Regions from separate parts of the Mus musculus genome. Here regions 2, 3 and 4 are each linked to region 1. The links are chromatin contacts, called in public HiChIP or PLAC-seq and promoter capture Hi-C maps. All regions are on one chromosome and are shown on one strand. Each heading gives the region's core, a stretch centred on a gene start, on an enhancer-like site or on the middle of the called end of the contact. The rest is flanking DNA. Distances are from core to core; before and after follow the strand shown.

Evidence for each region. Promoter capture Hi-C pulls out the DNA fragments that hold promoters and counts their contacts. HiChIP or PLAC-seq counts read pairs in DNA pulled down with a chosen protein or histone mark. Capture Hi-C pulls out chosen DNA fragments and counts their contacts.
Region 2: a promoter capture Hi-C map of pre-B cells shows a contact between it and region 1. The contact joins the promoter of Fndc3a here to the enhancer-like site in region 1. A contact is called at or near these places in 11 of 39 promoter capture datasets (the 3T3-L1 cell line, the C10 cell line, the HPC-7 cell line and 6 more), 5 of 115 datasets of contacts at active chromatin or transcription factors (acute myeloid leukemia, bone marrow-derived macrophages, double positive thymocytes and 2 more) and 2 of 9 other capture datasets (adipose tissue and liver).
Region 3: a contact with region 1 is called in a promoter capture Hi-C map of adipose tissue. The contact joins two enhancer-like sites. A contact is called at or near these places in 2 of 39 promoter capture datasets (the C10 cell line and pre-B cells), 3 of 484 Hi-C or Micro-C datasets (the Ba/F3 cell line, bone marrow-derived macrophages and uterus), 2 of 115 datasets of contacts at active chromatin or transcription factors (memory CD8 T cells and microglia) and 2 of 9 other capture datasets (adipose tissue and embryonic stem cells).
Region 4: a contact with region 1 is called in a FOXA1 HiChIP or PLAC-seq map of pancreatic cancer cells. The contact joins two enhancer-like sites. A contact is called at or near these places in 5 of 39 promoter capture datasets (the C10 cell line, the HPC-7 cell line, cranial neural crest and 1 more), 7 of 484 Hi-C or Micro-C datasets (CD4 T cells, the G1E-ER4 cell line, the MNK3 cell line and 1 more), 4 of 115 datasets of contacts at active chromatin or transcription factors (bone marrow-derived macrophages, large pre-B cells, pancreatic cancer cells and 1 more) and 2 of 9 other capture datasets (adipose tissue and liver).

Annotation. Positions count from the first base shown.
Region 1 is chr14:73,122,561-73,125,353 of GRCm38.p6, reverse strand. No RefSeq gene overlaps it. Among named protein-coding and RNA genes, the nearest start is that of Rcbtb2, 19 kb to the left of the region's middle. Within about 2 kb of position 1,408, at least 146 of the 459 cell types and tissues checked have an H3K27ac peak or open chromatin away from gene starts, as enhancers often do. A contact at or near this core is called in the Ba/F3 cell line, the G1E-ER4 cell line, the HPC-7 cell line and 10 more, where this site is marked.
Region 2 is chr14:72,708,584-72,711,376 of GRCm38.p6, reverse strand. Fndc3a (fibronectin type III domain containing 3A) reads left to right here and starts at 1,374. Exons shown (of 26, transcript NM_207636.2): 1 at 1,374-1,659.
Region 3 is chr14:73,440,728-73,443,520 of GRCm38.p6, reverse strand. No RefSeq gene overlaps it. Among named protein-coding and RNA genes, the nearest start is that of Gm35450, 32 kb to the left of the region's middle. Within about 2 kb of position 1,445, at least 124 of the 459 cell types and tissues checked have an H3K27ac peak or open chromatin away from gene starts, as enhancers often do. A contact at or near this core is called in the Ba/F3 cell line, adipose tissue, bone marrow-derived macrophages and 4 more, where this site is marked.
Region 4 is chr14:73,401,108-73,403,900 of GRCm38.p6, reverse strand. No RefSeq gene overlaps it. Among named protein-coding and RNA genes, the nearest start is that of Itm2b, 17 kb to the right of the region's middle. Within about 2 kb of position 1,375, at least 64 of the 459 cell types and tissues checked have an H3K27ac peak or open chromatin away from gene starts, as enhancers often do. A contact at or near this core is called in the G1E-ER4 cell line, adipose tissue, bone marrow-derived macrophages and 2 more, where this site is marked.

The DNA of each region.
Region 1 (2,793 bases), core at 159-2,658:
TATCAGTAAAAGGTTGAATTAACAAACTGTCTTAAGTTATTATTGATGGGACTTTTTATTTTTTCCTGAAGTTCTATTTTATAGTCTTACCTTGTTTTTGTCTTATTTTTTTGACTAGCACAATGACAAGATAAATTTGTTTGGGGGGATTACTTCTGAAAAAGAAAACTATATTAGTATGTCTGAGCTCCCAACTGGCACATACTCCTGGTTCTAGTCGCCAGAGTCAGCTGTATATATCAGTGTCATCTCCTTCAATTACAGGAACTGAGCTGGGAAGAAAACCCTTGCCTTCCATGTGGTCAGGTGGTAATTTTACAATAATGAAGTAGTTAAAACCTTTGTTCCTGGAGCTGGTCTGCTCTGCATCCTAGGACTCGGGGGAGATTTGCTTTCAAGTCTATCTGTTCATCTCCCCACTGCTGCAAAACTGCCCTCTACGCTGCCCTCATAATAAATGATGATTATGATTATTAATTCTAATAGCCCCAACAACATTAGGTGGTGCAATGCAGCGGTGATTAGCCTGAGACGTTTAATGAGCATGCTTCTCCTTAGCGTATCCTGAAGTGTCTCTTGGTTCAATGTTATCTTGTTGTTTCTACTTATTTGTCCCCTGAAATACCCAGCCTGTTACTGCCTCTGAAATCACACAGGAAGACTCTCTCCCTGGGTTCCCTTCCAGTGTCTGGAGCATTGTGGTGGCTCCGTAAAGTGCGGTTCCCCTTTGGATGCTGTTCTCTTCAAGTGGATGCAGGGCCTTCACAGTGTAAGACAGTCACCTCATCAGCCAGGATTCACTTGGTGAACTGTGTCGAATTTTAAGTGTAATGATGACTCGAAAGAGTAACCATGACTGTCCTGGTTTATTCCTTTCTTGAAGACTTTGAAATCCAACCTTAAATGGTGCTGTTGGTTTTTTGTTTTGTTTTGTTTTTGTAGATTCCATTGTTTATGGTAACATTTAACCTAAAAATATGTAAAAATCACTATAAATACACAGTCATGATTTTATTTTCAGGTTATTGTTACTGTGTGTCTCAGATCTCGAGCCAGATTAACATCCAAATCTATGGATTTACAGACTCTTTAAGCAGCAATTGGACCACAGCTACTCTGATGTTTTTGACATCACGAGACAGAGTTAAAGAACTTGCAGGAAATGTATCTAGACAGACACTGACCTCGGTGCCCAGCCAGCCAGTGTTCGTGGAAATGGCCTCAGACCTCTGGGACATAACTGTGCTGTTCTAAGCAAACCCTCTCTGATGGTGATAAGCTAGAAAGTTACCCACTGCAAGCAGAGTTTGGGTTAATCGGCATCTTCTTGCTGAGTGTTATCCATGCAGAAAAGGCAGTGCGTGCTGATGGGAGATCTAGCACGTTATCTGCAGGAAGCACTGAGCTCCGAGGAGGAAACCTCAGACTCCTCACCCTCGAGATGTGAGAAGAGGATGTAGGAACAGAAGTACTTATTCAGACGTGTGGCTTCCTGTTCAGGTGGCCTGAGAGATTGCAGGTGTGGTTTCCGTTCTATTAGTTAATAAATGAATAAATAAATAAATAAATAAATACGGATTGGTATATGAAATTTCTGAAATTCCTGTCTGTTCTAACGATCCCCAGGTTCCAGATCCACAGTTGAGCAAGACGTATTCATGCCTTTAGTCTCTGTTCATTTATCAATTCTATTCTTCGGTGTGTGTGTGTGTGTGTGTGTATGTGTGTGTGCGCGCGCGCGTACATGGAGGTGGCCAAAGGACCACCATTGGCTTTGTCCTCCTTTTTATTTGAGATAGGGTCTCTGAATGGCCTGGAACTCACTAAGTAGGCTGGGCTTCCTGGCCACTGAACTCCAGAGATCTGCCCTCCACCTCCAGCACTATGGACCACCAAGCCAATGTTTTCCCCTTCTTAAATATGGGTTCTGGGGATCTAAGTCAGCTTTCTCTTTTGTACTTTTGACTGACTGAGCTGTCTCTTCAGCTTTGTATCAGATTGCTTTGTATCTAAACTGGAATTGCTTTAATTGCTTAAAGGTAATTATCATATTTAAATACAAGCGTTTAAACTGGTAAGAAGTATAGCCAAAGGAACCTTAACATCGGGCCAAGTAAACTTTCTTTAATTAAAACAAAACAAAACAAGAAACCTTCTTGTATTTGTTTCATTAGTCATCCTTGCTTGCCTTGCTATGCTTTTAATAAGCTGCGTGACTCACCAAGAAGCCGAGCAATACACACTGTTTGCTTTTGGGTCTCTTGAAACAAAGGTGCTGGTGAGGAGCTCTGATACACAGTTGCAGGTCCTGGACAGAAACGGAAAACCAACTCAGGGCTGCAAAGGCAGAAAGACATTTAGCCCACAGTATTTTATTCAGAAATAAAGACTGATAAATGAATGTTTCCCCTTTACTTGGGTCACAGGCAGTAACAACTCATGAAAAAAAAAATCCTGCTATCACAGCAAACAGTGATAATGAGAGCATGGGAAATTGCATATTCCAATTTTAAAAGATCATCTTTCCTTGTCTTTGTTTTACTTCCTCTTTGGGTTCCTGACCTGCTCTATTATGACAAGGGTAAGAGGCCCTTTGAGATGCTTTATAAATACTGACTCTGCAGCTTGCATTTGCGGGTTACTTTACCCCAGCCCCTATTTAGGCGAAAGAAATTGAAAACAAATTGTGCAATGCAAGCTTTTCTTAGAAGTGTGCTCTGTAAGAGAAAAAGGAGAACCTTTTAAAGAAGGTCCCACAAGAGGAACTAACAAATGTATCACAGTGTAACAAGG
Region 2 (2,793 bases), core at 125-2,624, 410 kb after region 1:
GGCCAAAGCTGGAAGTTAAGAAAATGAAACATTTCTCTCAGGGAAAGGACTTTTGCCCCCTCTCCCCAACCCCCAAATATCTCAAGATGCAATTTGATAGAATCACTATCCTACTTGTTGACGGGAAGAAAAATAACCTCTCATTAGCTAGCTGTGGATACAAACATCGGATCAATCATTGCCTGCAGCCATAGCAAAAAGTAGGTGGAGAAGGAAGAAAGCGGGGCTTAAAAAACACCACCACAGGAAAATAGAAATGGTTAAAGTGGATGTACAGGCAGATGAACACAAGCCAAGTGAGGGGTCTTTAAGAAAAGTAAGAACACTGCAAATAAAACAGCACCAAGGTGGGGATTTTATACACTCGCGCACACCTCTGCAATCCCATGGGACTTTGGTACTGTCTGAGTATCTTATTTGATATTCAATGATCCACTAAGAATTTCATTATCCAGTTCTGTTTTGTTTTTTTCTTTTTTAAGAACGTAAGAAATTCGTACATCTTCGAGAGATTTCTGTCAAATGATTAAAAAAAAAAAAAAGATTGCCACCTTAAAACGCAGCGCAACCAATAAACTGAACTACAAGTCAGACGTGGAACCTGGTTTCATCAGTCACCAGTTTTGGCTGGACAGGGGGAGGACTCAGGTTCCCAAAGACGACCCTCTCCCTAAGGCTTCCGGTGAAACTGCAAAAGTAAGCAGTCCGGGCCGGCCCTCAGGCGCTACTGCAGCGTCCCCCCCACCGCCCCCCCATCGCTCGAGGCTTAAGGAAATTGTCGCCGCCTCCGCTTCGCTCTCCGCGGTGGCAGACGTCAAGGTAACGGGTTTCCACTAGATTCGGCTGGTCCGAGTCCAGAACCTTTAAGCTGTGCGTTTCTGAAAGACGTAAATCTGTTTCGTGGGTGCTAGAAAATGCCGGGGCTCTAACCGTCTGGGAGTGGGAAGGTCTGAGCCCACTTCGGGGCGCTTCCCCGTCCGGGGCTTGCCTCTAAAAGCACCTGCCGGCATCCTAAGTTCTGGGGCTTGCCGAGAGGGGCTGACACGGTTCGTCTCTGGGGGCGGTGGGTGGGGGGCGCTTTCTAAACTGCATTCGGAATGGCGTGTGGGGCCCCGGATACGTCAATCATCCGCACAGTTCCCGGGCTCTGGGAGAGCGGCACCGGAGCTCGCATGCCACACACACTTGCGGGCCCGGGAAGCCTCGGCTTGCGGGGCGGCGGGCGAGCGGGTTCGGGTGCGCGCGCTCGAGCTCGTGTGTGTGTGTGTGTGTGTGTGTGCGCGCGCGGGGGCTCCGGGTCCAGGCGGCCGGGGGCGCCGTCGGCGGGGCTCGCGCAGCCGCACTGGGCGCGCCGACTCCGGGCTCCTCCTCCCGGCTCCGTAGTAATCATGGCGGCGGCGGCATTCGCGGTCCCTCGGGTGAAACAGAAAGCGGGAGCTACGCGGAGAGGGAGCGAAGAGCGGGGCTGAGGCGGCGGCGCCGTCACTGCCGGGAAACACCCCTCCCCAACAACCCCCCTCCACAGCAGTCAGCGCAGCGGCGGCCGCGGGAGCCCCGGCCCACCGCCAAGCGAGTGAGAGGACGAGCCGGAGCCTCGCAGGAGAGACGCCCGGGGTGGGGGATCCGCCTTCCTTCGCTTCGGAGCGGCGGGATTCGGAGGTGAGAGCCGGCAGGGGGACGCCGGAGCCCGCGTCGGGGAAACCGTTAGGCTGGGGCTGCGGGCCGCGCCGCCGGAGGGCTGAGCCCGTCGGGGAGGGCGGGCGGACGGGCGACGCCCCCACGCGAGGCCGCGCCGTCCGCGGGGTGACGGACCCGGGACGCGGCGGGGACGTGCGCGACACCTGCCGGGGCTCGGCGACAGCGGAGCGCTGCCTGCGCACCTGAGGGTTAAATCCTCGAAAACACGCCCTTCGGGTCTGCGCCCGCCTGCCTGGCCGCCCGGGCGGCCGCCGCAGCCGGTGCCTGGCGGCTCCTCTTCCCCAGGTAAGGCAACCACCTGTTCGGTCGGTGGCGAGGAGGAAGGGAGGCTGCGGTGCTCGCCCAGCTCGGCAGCCTGCGTGGGTGAACTTTTGACACGACTCTGGGAAAGGGCGGCACGCGCTGGGTGAAGGAAAAGGAGCGAGTAATTTCGACGTCAGATCGCTAGCGCTTGCTGCTTTTACCGTGTGTGATAGGTAATTGTAGTTTTATTAAACTATCACCTTTCATAAAAAGCATTGGGGGGTATTCGTGTGTGTGTGTGTGTGTGTGTGTGTGTGAGAGAGAGAGAGAGAGAGAGAGAGAGAGAGAGAGAGAGAGGGAGGGAGAGAGAGAGAGAGATTGCTGAGGGTGCTAAGGATGGTGAGCTAGAGATTATTTATTTTAGTGAGACTGTAAGTTCCTTTGGGCACCTTCTCGGCTGTCCGTCTACTAACTGACAGTGGCAGGCGGACAAGGCTTTCCCTCTTTTTGTATTATAATCTTGAAGTGCTCACGGGTAGACTTTAAAAAACACCGAGCCACATAATGATGTTGCTGCATCCTATTGTGGTCTGTTTCAGTTCTTGAAACCCAAGTTTGTGCGTGTTGTAAGAAGCAAATAAGCATCGCCTCTCAGCCTCTTGGCTAAGATGAGTTGTAAGAATGAAAGAGCAGTTGAAGCTTTTCTGTAATATTTGAATCACTATGCTTTTGCCAGTATCAGTACGAAACATATGCCAGTCAAAACCGAGCCATATGTCAGACAGAAGCAAATTGAGATTTCTGGCTCATATCCCGTGTTTAGATAAATATTTAGTTTGTGTGTATTTGCGG
Region 3 (2,793 bases), core at 196-2,695, 320 kb before region 1:
ATGTGTTCCCACACAAGACACATCATGAACACACGTGTACAATAATCCAAGCTTAGAATGCCCCCACGCACGGTCTGCACCAGGGTCAGCGCCGATACTTTCCTCCATTAAATAAGTCCTTGCTCCTCTACCCCTTTGCCCTTCACTCTTTTTTTCTCTGTTGCAATCCCCCCATCCCTTTCTCCTCTTCACTCAAAAGGCAACAACATATCAGGATGCAATTTGCATGGTGTTTCAGTGACTTAATCATTTTGTATTTTCTTTCCATGTCAGCTTTATATTTTGCTCAACCATGTAGTTATTTCATAGTGTTGGATTGTTATTGTTGTTGTTGTTGGGTCAGTGACTGCAATAGAAAAAGACTAGTCCCTTACCTCTGTCACATGACAGTGAGACTGAAGGAGGCAGTGCTCAGGTGTCAAGGACCACAGGGACATTGGCAAGTGTTAAAGGGCAGAAATAGATGACCTTGGAGTCAGGAAAAAAAGAAGAAAAATCCCAAGATTTCCATTCCGTGGGATTTGCAGAGAACAAACTGATCATCTGCCCTGGCCAAATTTACACGGGGAATTGGTAGCTAGAAATTTCATAGTTTGTTCTCTACTTAGATTCTACCCATGAGTCCTTGAATGGAGTCTAACAGAGAGCCCAGAGTTATCCTATAGACTTGGGACAATAGCAAAGTGCCTGCCTTCTTCCATGCTGGCCTCCCTTGCACTCCTTTAGGGCATACATGGCCCTGGAGAGATGACTTGGCAGCTAACAGCCATTACTGCTCTTACAGAGATCCTCACTTTGGTTCCTACCATTACATGGTGGCTCACAATCGCCTGCTAGTCCACCTCGAGGGGATCCTTTATGCTTTTCTGGACACACACACGCACACACACACACACACACACACACCATACCCCACACACACACACCACACACACACACACCATACCACACACACACACACACACCATACCACACACACACACACCATATCACACACACACACACACACACACACACACACACACCACACCACATACACACCATACCACACACACACACACACCATACCACACACACACACACCACCAGACATGCATACAACTAAAACCCATTTTTATAAAAATCTCAATAAAAGCTGTATAGATAAAAATCAAGTAAAACCTAACCCCAAGAACCCTGCCAAGAGCAAAGAGCCTCCGCAGGCCCACAAAGGTAGTGTGTGCAGTGCAGGCATGAACAGGAAGATATCTCCAGCTCCATCCCATGTTCAGCAGCAGTGGGGGACAGGGACAAGTTACTTCCCCCAAGTTGTTTCTCAGCCCCAGCTGGTGAAGCCTTCCTCATCTGCCCCCAACGCTGGAAGTGTTTTTGTTAGTCATAGGGTGAGCACGTCCAGCCCCTGGGTTCACTCAGCTGCAGAGGGCTCCATTCTGCAAAGAAAATGCAATATAGAGTTGCTTGCCCTCTGACCACTTCCTCAGACCAGCATGTGACACAGCTGCTGTTGGCCACAGTCAGCTGTCTGGAATTCCTTTTTTTTTTTTTTTTTTTTTAAAGTCACATCTCGATTTGAAACAGTGATCATTGAAGGTCCACTACCTACAGATTCTGATTTCAAGATTAGCTCTCTGTAAAAAAAAAAAAAAAAAAAAAGAGTGGCCCAATCATTTTTCTCAGTAGAAACTGAGAAACTCACATGGAATGTGCTCATTATTCTGATAGATGTGGGTAATAGCAAAACTGATACAGGAAATAGTCAAGACTATCACACCAGAGTTCTGTTGAAAGCAGAGGCCTGAAAATAGTTTAAATCTTGACTCATTTGAAGAGAAGGAGGAAGAGGAGAGAGGGGAGGAGGAGGAGGAGGAGGAGGAGGGGGAAGAGGAGGAGGAGGAGGAGGAGGAGGAGAAGAAGAAGAAGAAGAAGAAGAAGAAGAAGAAGAAGAAGAAGAAGAAGAAGAAGAAGAAGAAGAAGAAGAAGAAGAAGAAGAAGAGAAGAAGAAAAAGAAGAAATAGTGAAATCAACAAATTGGGTAAGTTCCTTTCTCAACTGTCATGAGAAATTCTGTGGTCCCTGACCCATGCTAACCTGGTTGAGGGCCAGCAGAGCAGCCCACAAGGCAGCAGAAAGAGTTCTTTTTCATGTAAATGGCACATACCAGCCTTGCATTTTTCTGTTGTGTAAGACAGCAGATGCTGGCGAGGATGTGGAGAAAGAGGAACACCTCCATTGTTGGTGGGATTGCAAGCTTGTACAACCACTCTGGAAATCAGTCTGGTGGTTCCTCAGAAAATTGGACATAGTACTACCAGAGGATCCAGCAATACCTCTCCTGGGCATATATCCAGAAGATGTCCCAACCAGTAAGAAGGACACATGCTCCACTATGTTCATAGCAGCCTTATTTATAATAGCTAGAAGCTGGAAAGAACCCAAATGCCCCTCAACAGAGGAATGGATACAAAAATGTGGTACATTTACACAATGGAGTACTACTCAGCTATTAAAAAGAATGAATTTGTGAAATTCCTAGGCAAATGGTTGGACCTGGAGGGTATCATCCTGAGTGAGGTAACACAATCACAAAAGAACTCAAATGATATGTACTCACTGATAAGTGGATACTAGCCCAGAAACTTAGTATAGCGAGATATAAGGTACAATTTGCAAAACACATGAAACTGAAGAAGAACAAAGACCAAAATGTGGACACTTTGCCCCTTCTTAGAATTGGAAACAATCACCCATGGAAGGAGTTACAGAGACAAAGTTTGGAGCTGAGACAAAAGAATG
Region 4 (2,793 bases), core at 126-2,625, 280 kb before region 1:
AGGTAACCTAGCATAATATATAAGAGCATTCGGAAATCACCTTGCTGCATTGAAATCCTACCTCTGCCAGTCACCAGCAAATAGATTAATGAGTACCTGGTTATCTGTTGAATGTAGATGATAATGGTCACCAATTCGCTGGGAATCAAATGAAAATTAAATGTATTAATAGATTGTGGTATTTGGTATTGATCGGCAAGTTGACAGGATCTAGGATCATCTGGGATTCTAGAATCACACCTCCAGGCCTGTCCATGAGGGAGGCTCTAAGTTGGGTTGAGCAATTCGGAATGACCCACCCTAAACATGGCAGCACAGGCTAGGGGTTGGACTGAATGAAGGAGGAAGTAAGCTGAGTGCCAGCTTTCTTTGCTCTCTGCTTCCCAACTGCCTATTCAGAAGCTGCCTCGAGATCCTGAGGCTGAGCCAAATAAACTCCGCCTTCCCTCCGTTTTGTGCCAGGTATTTTTTTTTTTTTTTTGTCATTGCCTGAGAAAAGTAATTAATACATATACCTAAAGTATTTTGACCAATGAGTAGCTACTAAAAGCAAAAACAAAAACAGAAACAAAAAACTTGCTAGCATTAGCTGTTCTGGGGCTGGGGAAGAGAGGGCTCAGCAACTAAGGACCCTGAGGACCTGAGCTCTGTCCATTCCCAGCACCAACACCAGCAGCCCACAAGCATCTGTGACTGTAGCTAGCTCCAAGGGAGTCAACCTTCTCTTCGGACCTCCGTGGGGACCTGCACTGATGTGCATACACCACCCTGCACCCACATGGGCATCATTTTAGAAATTTAAAAATCTAGACTCAGCCATTTGAACAGCTACATATTTTATACATATTCTCTAAAATAGAGATTTGATGTTTTCTCCTTTTTGTCTTTTTAGATTTACTTAGTTTGTATGTATGCATGTTTGGCCTGCACGTATGTATGTGCACCATGTACATGCCTGGTGGCTGCAGAAGTCAGAAGAGGGTGTCGGACACCCTGAAACTGGAGGTGTAGATGGTTGTGAGACACCATGTTGGTTCTGGGAATCAAGCCCAGAACCTCAAGAGCAGCATGGGCTGTAAACTGCTGACTCGTCTCTCCAACCCGATTTCTCCTTAATTGCATCAAAACATTCAAGTTTTCTTTATTGTCTTTTTGGTATGACTGAGAACCCAGTACTGCTTTTGTTGTTGCTGCTGTTATTGTTTGCTCTGTGCTATTTGTATATACGTGTTCATGGGGGTGGTGATCTTTGGAGGCCATAGGAGGTCATCAGGTATCCTGCTCAATCATTTTCTGTCTTATCCCTGACAGAGTTATTCACTGGACCCGGAGCTTGACGGGGTTTGGTTAGGCTTCTTGGCCCCACCTTCCTTAGTGAAGGAATTCCTCAGCCACACCCTGGCTTTGTGGTGAGCTAGGGACCTGAACTTGGGTTCATACACACTGGAAATGACAGCAGGATGTGGGGCTGCATGCTTGCTATCCCAACGCCTGCGAAGCAGGGGTAGGAAGATCAGGACTTTAAGACCAGCCTAGCTACGTGAGCCTTTGCTTCAAGAAGTAAATAAATGGCCGCAAACTACAATGTCAGCAGCTGTCTGAAACTGAAAGCAGGGAGGGACAGCTTCACTTCTGAAGTATTTGTAGGGAACACAGTTCCTTCAAAATGTTGATCTCAGGGGAGATACAGTGTTGTGACTTCTGTGCCCCCACCCCCACCCCCAACTCTGTAAGAACAGCTCTCTGTTTTTTTTTTTTCCAGCCACACTTATGATGATTTATTAGAGCAGTGATAGAAAACTGTCATGGTGCTGAAGAGCAACACACCGGGAAGCTTAAAATGTAGCAGATGGCTGGGCAGTGGTGGCGCACGCCTTTAATTCTAGCACTTGGGAGGGAGAGACAGGAGGATCTCTGAGGTGTAGGCCAGCCTGGTCTACAGAGTGAGTTCCAGGACAGCCAGCAATACAGAGAAACCCTGTTATGGAAAAAACAAAACAAAAAACAAAAAACAAAATGGAACAGAAAGAAAAGAGAAAAAGAAGAGTGTAGCTGATTTCCTGAAGCCTTCCCTGTCTTCCAGTTCAGTGGAAGGACACCATTATCTATGACACATTGTTGCTGGTAAAGGAAACACACCTCTTGGTGCCCGTTATGCTCCACTTGAAGTAAATGTTTCTTCTTCTCGGTCTTGAGACAGGCTCACTATGCAGCCCCAGCTGAGCTCTTCCTGCCCCAACCTCCCGAGTTCTAAGATTACAGCCATATCTCTGTTCCTGGCTATCTTGACTAATTTCCTAATGAAGTTCAAGAATCTCTTGTCTACCAGATGCCCCTCTGCTCAGGTTCACTCTTCACCTCTGGGTTGGGCTATCTGGGAAGCAGGAGCCTGTAGCAACATGCTGTGTGATGACAGCAGGGTCTGGGATGGGGAAAGGGCTTCCTGTGCCATCTACCACCAAAGCAAAGTATTCTTTGGACCAGCAGTGCAGTAAGACTGTTTTCAAAGCCACAAGGAAACTCTTGGCTCTCTGTGGAGGTTGGGATGTGTCTCCCCAATGCTACTGTGTGGGAAGCGATCTTCAACTTCCTTTTTTCACAGGATTGCGAGGTAGGGATGTAGCTGGGGTTATAGGTCATGGACACAGGATTGCGGGGATGATGATTTTCTCATCATAAGATGAGAAGGGGACCCAGTCTCTCATCCACACCTGCTCTCTTTGTGCACTGCCCCATCACACTATGACAGAGCACAAAACCTACATAGATGCCATTTCACAACCTCCAAAATCA